Linked DNA regions of Mus musculus: region 1 is linked to region 2. The links are chromatin contacts, called in public Hi-C maps. All regions are on one chromosome and are shown on one strand. Each heading gives the region's core, a stretch centred on a gene start, on an enhancer-like site or on the middle of the called end of the contact. The rest is flanking DNA. Distances are from core to core; before and after follow the strand shown. Region 1 has its middle 62 kb from the start of Slit2. Region 2 has its middle 510 kb from the start of Slit2.

What was found. Hi-C and Micro-C count contacts between places; a contact is called where the count stands out from the background.
Region 1: a Hi-C map of the C2C12 cell line shows a contact between it and region 2, with 1.9 times the contacts expected there. The contact joins two enhancer-like sites.

What each region holds. Positions count from the first base shown.
Region 1 is chr5:47,919,455-47,923,702 of GRCm38.p6, reverse strand. No RefSeq gene overlaps it. Among named protein-coding and RNA genes, the nearest start is that of Slit2, 62 kb to the left of the region's middle. Within about 2 kb of position 2,217, at least 23 of the 459 cell types and tissues checked have an H3K27ac peak or open chromatin away from gene starts, as enhancers often do. A contact at or near this core is called in the C2C12 cell line, where this site is marked.
Region 2 is chr5:47,470,931-47,475,250 of GRCm38.p6, reverse strand. No RefSeq gene overlaps it. Among named protein-coding and RNA genes, the nearest start is that of Slit2, 510 kb to the left of the region's middle. Within about 2 kb of position 3,025, at least 43 of the 459 cell types and tissues checked have an H3K27ac peak or open chromatin away from gene starts, as enhancers often do. A contact at or near this core is called in the C2C12 cell line, where this site is marked.

The DNA of each region.
Region 1 (4,248 bases), core at 968-3,467, 450 kb before region 2:
ATCAGCAATGGAGGAGTGTTCCTCTTTTTCCACACCCTTGCCAGCAACTGCTATCACCTGAGTTTTTGATCTTAGCCATTCTGACTGGTGTGAGGTGGAATCTTGGGGTTGTTTTGATTTGCATTTTCCTGATGACTATGGATGTTGAATATTTTTATGTGCTTCTCAGGCATTCAGTATTCCTCAGTTGAGAATTCTTTGTTTAGATCTGTACCCCATTTTTAAAATAGGGTTATTTGTTCTCTGAAGTTTAACTTCTTGAGTTCTTTGTATATATTGGATATTAGCCCTCTCTTTGTTTTAGGATCGGTAAAGATCCTTTCCTAATCTTTTGGTGACCTTTTTGTCTTATTGACAGTGTTCTTTGCCTTTCAGAAGCTTTTCAATATCATGATGTCCCATTTGTCCATTCTCGATCTTACAGCCCAAGGCACTGGTGTTCTGTTCAGCAATGTTTCCCCTGTGCCCACATCTTTGAGGCTTTTCCCCACTTTCTCCTCTACAAGTTTCAGTGTCCTGGTTTTATGTGGAGGACCTTGATCCACTTAGAACTTAGTTCAAGGAGATAAGAATGGATCATTCGAGTTCTTCTACATGCTAACCACAGGTTGAGCCAGCACCATTTGTTGAAAATGCTGTCTTTTTATCACTGGATGGTTTTAGCTCCATTGTCAAAGATCAAGTGACCATAGGTGTGTGGGCTCATTTCTGGGTCTTCAGTTTTATTCCACTGTCTGTCACTATATCAGTACCATGCAGTTTTATCACAATTGCTCTGTAGTACAGCTTGAGGTCAGGCATTGTGATTCCACCAGAAGTTCTTCTATTGTTTAGAATAATTTTTTGCTATCCTGGGTCTTTTGTTATTCCAGATGAATTTGCAAATTGCCCTTTCTAACTCAGTGAAGAATTGAGTTGGAATTTTGATGGGGATTGCTTTGAGTCTGTAGATTACTTTCGGCAAGATAGCCATTTTTACTATATTAATCTTGCCAATCCATGAGCATGAGAGATCTTTCCACTTTTTGAGATATTCTTCAGTTTCTTTCTTCAGAGACTTGAAGTTCTTATCATACAGATCCTGAGAGGTTCTGCCAGTGCCTGACAAATACAGAAGTGGATGCTTACAGCTATTCATTGAACGGTTCACAGGGTCCCCAGTGAAGGAGCTAGAGAAACTACTCAAGGAGCTAATGGGGTTTGCGCAGGCTCATAGAAGGAACAACAATATGAACTAACCAGTACCCATAGAGCTCCCTGGGACAAAACCACCAACCAAAGAAAACACAGAGTGGGACTCAGGGCTCTAGCTGCAATTGTAGCAGAGGATGGCCTAGTTGGCCATCAATAGGAGGAGAGGCCCTTGGTCCTGTGAAGGCTGGATGCCAGGACCAGGAAGAGGGAGTGGGTGGTTTGATGAGGAGGGGAGGGGAGAGGGTATAGGGTTTTTTTTGAGAGGAAACCAGGAAAGGGGATAACATTTGAAATATAAACCAAGAAAATAGCTAACAAAAAGATTTTTAAAAAGAATATTATTCTCTAGTATTTGTAAATGTTTCTCTCTAACTTACAGGTCCAATGACTCAGGTGAAGGAACATGTTCTTTAAGTGTTTTCTCTTTGTCTTGTATTTCTTGGAAGTATTGAAGAGTTACTGGAATAAAATAAAATACTTTATTGTCTCTCCAAAATTTCTAAACTGGGTGGAAAAGAGGAAAACGGCTGACTAATGCCTGATTTGTTCATTGTCTTAAAGCCACAAATATGTCTCAGCATTCTTCTACATCCCGTGCCCACTCACTCCAACAGCCTTTCAATGGAAGGAATTCATCCCAGAAATGCCAAAATGTAAAGGCAGTGTGCGGTGATAGAGTGGATATCAGTGTCTAGAACTGACAGCATATTTTATTCATTTCCCATGACTTTAGTCTTGTTATTGTCTGAGTCTAAATCTCCTCATCTTAAAATCAGAAATGTTGCAATATTATAGACATATTTATTCTCAGTCAGGTTAGTCTTTCCTGTTCCTAGCATATCTGCATTTCTATACATTAGGAATGTATATTCACCAGAATTCACTTATGTGTTGCCAATTGGACTGGAAGTCATTCCACTATACCAGTTTGTTAAAAGCAAAATTCTAAACAAAGTTTACTCAGAGATGTTGGGAAATAACACTAAAATATGATAGCTATTTGAAAACTTCTATAAAGGTCAGGCAAGCATTTAAACTGCCAACACATTCTATGATCTAGAAAGTGACAATGCTATCAGGACACCCACAGAGAAACCTGTTTTCACTTTGTAGTAAATATTTTTTCCTCACAAAAAGCTTGTTGAAAGAGAAGAAAACTGCCCAAATGTAGAGGAAGTGAAGCAACATTGGTATTTAATTAAAAAGAAATTAGTCATGCTGATGATGAAGGAAGGGGATTTCCATACAACACTTGAGAAACTGAGGCAAAGGACATGAACCAGCCAATAAAAACGAAACTTGCTTAGGACTTTCTAAAGAAGCTCTTAGCAGTTCAGTGAATGTGGCATTTTGCAATGGAGACTGGAAAACCTACTAATGGAGACATTGCGTATTTCTTTTACCAAATAGCTGATGTTGGGAAGTCTAGAACATTCAGAGTTAAATATATCAACAAAATTAAAATAGCAGCAATTCAATAATTGAAACAAGATGCCGTTAACCCTCTAAGTAGCAATTTTCTTAATACATATATGTATTCCAAATGTCCTTTATGCTCCTAAGGAAAAAAATTAAAGAGTATTGATAGGATTTTAAGTTAAAACAAAACAAAACAAAACAAAACAACAATGATAACAATAAAAACAGCAGAAACATATCGTCTGTGTGAAGTTTATTAAAATCCAAGACATTTAAGGATTTCTCTTGTTAATTTTTCCTAATATACATGGGCAAGTGTTCAGTGCTTTCATCTGGGAAAGAAAGTGACAAAAAGTTGGCAAACATACCAATCTAGTGGTTATCAGGAATTCTGGCTCTGCCTGCCTTCCCATGTAACCTCATCTGAAGTCTCATCATCCAGGGCATGTCCTGGGAGGTGAATTATTTCACTTCTATGCTTCTCTAGTTCCAAGAGGCACAAACAGCAAGTTGATCAGACTTCCAGGTTCTGCTATGATTCCTCTTTTCCTATGCCTTATCACTCTTCATTGGTGACTGAAAACATTCTGCCTTTGGGGAAATCTCACTGAGTGCTCCTGGAGACGTGTAGTTTTCAAGATGGCAAGTGTATGGTTGTCAAGACAAAGTTAAAAGGTTTTGATTTGAATCTATTTGTTTTCATTTTTTCAAAGTAAAGCTGACAATGTACAATGAAGGGCAGGGAATCCAAGAGATGATGTTAGGTCAATAATCAAGGTTGGAGTACTGGGAGAACTCAGAGAAGAAGATGGAGAATCCCACTACCAAGCAGTCAGGCAGATAGCAAGTTTATTCTCCTCTACATTTTATTCAATCAGGATGTCAGCAGCTTGGGCCATCTCTACCATTGCTTTGGATAAAGACATATGCTTTAATAATTTCTACAATGTAAATGTGAATATAGGCCAGGCAACATGGCTCCACGGTAAAGGGACTTGATGCCAAGCTTGAAGAAATGAGTTCAGTCTAAGATTATAAGGTAGAAAAGAGGTGGGGGAGTAGGCTACTGAAAGTTGTCCTCTGACCTCTCTCTATACGCTGTGGTATGCATGGCATTTCCGCCTCAACAATAAACAAATAATTGTAATTAATAGTGTGAATCTACTCTGAAAACATCTTTTCACACAGAAAGAATGTTTAACTATGTATCTGGACATCTTGTTGGTCACTAAAGTATTTTAGCTTTGATTTTTTATTAGATATTTTCTTCATTTATATTTCAAATGCTATCCTAAAATCCCCTATAACCCCTCCCCGCCCTGCTTCCCTACCCACCCAATTCCATTTCTTGGCCCTGGCATTCCCCTGTACTGGGGCATATAAAGTTTGCAATACCAAGGGGCCTCTCTTCCCAATGATGGCCGACTAGGCCATCTTCTGCTACATATGCAGCTAGAAACACAAGCTCTGGGGGTACTGGTTAGTTCATATTGTTGCTTCACCTATAGGGTTGCCAACCCTTTCAACTCCTTGGGTACTTTCTCTAGCTCCTCCATTGAGAGCCCTGTGTTCCATCCAATAGATGACTGTGAGCATCTACTTCTGTATTTGCCAGGCACTGGCATAGCCTCACAC
Region 2 (4,320 bases), core at 1,776-4,275:
AGCTGGTGAAATGTCAATGTTGAGGAAACTGGGAAGGAGGTGAGTACACTGTTTTCAGTGGGAATCACTCATCTCTGTCTTCCTTCATGATATAAAGGAAAATAATAAGCAAAGACTTGAGATCAAAGACCCATAGTTGAGAATAAAATGTTATCAGTGTATCTATGCTTATTTACTCTTCTCACTTTACATCCTTGAAAGATTATGATTATTCTCACAATTGTTTTTATTCTGTAGTTTGCTAAAGATTGTATGTATTCCTACAAAATTTATATATTGAATTCTTAACATAGAAAATGTCAGTACTTATAAATGAGGTTTTTAATAACATGATAAAAGGCTTTTAAGAAAATAAGATCTAGCCTGTCTTCCCCTCTGTCTATCGTCTCTTTTTAAATAAGAGAGCATCCACATGCATGCTAGAAATAAATATGTATATGTATATATATGTGTGTGTATGAATATACATGTACATACGTATATACGTATATATGTGTGTATATATATATATATATATATATATATATATATATATGCTGAAGCCTTGACTTCTAAGTTTCTAGCTTCCAGTAATATAGTCTTTATAGTCTAAAATATAGTCTAAAATATAGAATTTGGAGACTGCATAGTGTGCTGTTGGTAAGATCATTAATGGTTTTTCTTGTTGTTATTAATTGTTTTTCATCTATTTATAAATTGCATCTGAAAACTGGCCCTGGGGTATAAGTGGAAAAAAATGAGCTTTGATTATAATAAGTAAAGTATTATTAACAAAAGCAATTACAGCTAATAGCTTCAACTGAGGGAAACAAAATGATTGCTGTTAGTCCCTTCCACTGGGTAAACGAGATTCAATCACTCGCAGGAGAGAAAATCTTTAGTCTTTGGCCCAGGAAATGTTAGAAAAAGATGTTGCCTTTGAGCTGTCTCCCTTTAATTTTGTTTTGTTTAGAAATGGCAGTGAAGGCTTACTCTGTATAATGTCATTACTGATGAGTTACTGAGATGAGCAATTTTAATCAGAGAATTCGATATTTTAATTCAGGTATTATTTGCAAAAGGCTATAAAGGAGGTGATTGAATTTCATAGAATTCTTCTAAATTTAACGTAAGCTCTGCAGTTTAAAACACAGACTAGGACAGTCAAGGCACAGCACTCTTCTTCAACTCTGGACTTTGCTTTTCTCTTTCCTCTCAATGTATGGAAGATACTGGTGATGCGATGTGACTTTAAAATAATTTAGAAAATAACCAGAACCAAAATGCGAGTGCATTAGTTTTTATTCCTTATACTTTTCTACAAAACCCACAAGTCTAAGTGTTATTATGTCTCTTTAGGACAGAACTGAAGGTGGCTGAGAACAATAGGGTTTAGATTTGCTAAGAAAACCTGGTTCAGGGGGCACAAGCAACCTGTACCTGCTCTCAGGGTATTAAATGGAAGATGTTTGAGGTCAGATCTTTGTGTCTCCAAAATTCATTCTCTTGCTCCAAAAACCTCCAGGTTCCTTCTTTACCACCTCCATGGGGATATACAAGTCAGTCATGTCTGTGACAAAGGACATAGACAATCTGTGGTGAGCTCTTTTCCAAGAAATATTTGGGTAGAGGAAGATTCGCTTTTCTCCAGGCATGACTGGTCTTTGACAACTTGTGGAACTGAATTTTATAAAATAGCCTATTAAGTTTCACTTTCATATATTTACATAGTTAGGACAAAGTCTCATTTGGGAGTCCTGACAATGAGTATGTAGATCCGTCTCCCATGTAAATTCCATTCTCATGTGTTTGTCTTTCTCTCCTAGCTTCTTTGAAAATACCCTTATCCAGTGACTGCTGTGGGGAAGTTCCATGAATGAGGGAAAAATCCTGCCTCCTTTAGCTTATTGTGTGGAGACAACACAGACAAGTTAATTAATATGTTAAAATATGGATGCCTTCACATTTTAATTTGAATATCCAAGACTATAGCAAGTTGAACTGATCCATCATTATTGTATGTAAAATACTCTGATACAAAATAAAGGTCGCAGTGCAGGGCAAGTCTGCTGCTCATACAATTTTAGGTAGATAGATTTGGAAAGAGAACATTAGCAGATCTTGCTCCACTTATGACAGGGGAAATGAGTGTAAAACACCTACTTTCCCCCCTGCTTTTATAGACAGATAAGGAGGAATGAATGGAAGGAAGAAGAAAGAGAAAATATGAAGAAATGGGAGAATGCATGTCCCAGATACTTCTGGTAGAGAAATTTCACATAACCAAATCCTGTCTTAAATGGCTTTTATGTTTTCTAACAAGAAAGGTAATGGACAGAGGGCAGACAGGTGCTAATGGACACAAAAGCATGACCAGTTTAAAACTCATGGATCTGTAAGAAGGTTGCACATACATTTCCTGGTAAGGATCCACTTCCCTTGGAGGTGTGTCTATCTTCTTATTTGAGGATTTGTGTAAGAAAGCCAGCCAATGGTTGCCAATCACTGCAGGTTACATAAATGAACTCATTCTCTGGATATACTCATGTTTCACATTGTTTTTCCTTTCCCTACTCCAAAAGTCCTCAGGATTTCTCATCCAATTCTTTGCCTTGGCTATGTTTATTCTTGTACTTCCTCTTTGGTGTGTGTCCAAACCTCAGGCTAACTTAGAAGAGGCCACACTGTTTAGATATTATTCATTTCTTGAAGTGACTCAGGGATGAAAGTGCCTTTTCTCTGTCGGAAGTGGTAGGAGAATAACATTTGATCCAGGGCTCGAACTATTGAAGGTTACTGGAGCATTGCAGAAAACTGAGTGTGTGTAAGCCCTCCTCATTTGAGCAAAGTGGAAGTGATCTCGTGCCTGCAAGAAAATCATCTCACTCCCCTGTTCTCTGTTACCCGATCTTGTTCTATTTTTCCCTTGGTGTATTGAGATTGAGTATTGAATTTGTTGAGCACGACTCCTCAAACACAATGAACCTCTCTCCTGCAATGTGTTAATGCTTCCAAAGCAGCCACGTCAGAGCAATATCAAATGTCATTACATAGTACATGAAGTGTCAGGGAAACAGTGGGATGACCTCACCGCTCATACACAGAAGGGTCCTGGATTAGATGGCAGTTTAATTCTCACATGTGGCTGAGATTAGAGTACTTTTGTGCCCTCCTGAATGCACACATATGTTGCTTGGTAACAGAATTATGGAGGTCATAGTCATTATAGCATGGTTTTCTTCCACATGTTGTGCACTACAAATCTTTAAAATTATTCATTTTTTCCAATTTTCAGTACATTTATTCATTTTCTCAAAGATTTTCTTACCTATAGTTGATTCTAGTTCAAAAAAATAAAGCATAGTGATTTCAGGCAACATAAACCAGCTGATATGATGCCTTCAACATACATACAGTAGAAGTCTTCCAGGTTTGTGTTCATTCAGAGATGATGCACCTAACCCTCAAGAGACTGGAGGCCCTAGGGGGTTTAGAGGTCAGGTGGGGTGGGGGGTGGGGACATCCACGTGGAAACAGGAGGTTGTGGGGTGAGGTATGGGATGTGGAACAGACAGAGGGTGAATTGGAGAGGGAATAAAATATGAAGTGTAAATATAAATTAATTAAAATTTAAAATGACAGTTATAAAATAAATAAATTCTTAAAAATTAAAAAAGCATAATGATTTCTGTTCTGGTCAACATTTAATCATCCTATTCAAAAGGGCACGTTGAGAACAAGTGAAAAAACGCATCTCTAGATACTACACTTAAGTCATCATCCAAAAGAGCCACATTTATTTTTCTAGTAAGGTAATGGACTAAATCCACAGCTCTTCAGGACCTGAGAAGTGGGAACTAAAGATTTCCTTATCTGTCTCACATGGCAAGCATTTAACAGATCAGCTGGCTAAATGTCCTACCCCATCCTGCACGCGTCCTTCCAAAATGCCAAGTAGATTTGTGTAGGTATAGTTGTTGCAAAGCTCCTATTTAAAGTTAGCATCTGAATATGTTCACATTATTGACCAGTATTTCCTGCCTATAACTGACATAAACACCCAGTTACACAATCAAATTCTGTTATCCAGCCAGCTTCTCAGTTTGTGAACAATGAATAAGATGAATTGCACTTTGGTGTGAGCTTGCTCTTATACCATTTCCCCAGTTACCACCTCTCACCTGGCATTAATTTGGAGCCCACTTCCTCAAAATGTGGAATATTTTGCTTTTTGTCCTCAATGTTTTTTTCAAGATATTACACATGCAGAGTACATTGTCTCATATTTTTTGTGAAAAGCGTTTTTATAATGTTTATGCAAAGAATGTGACTCATATTTTC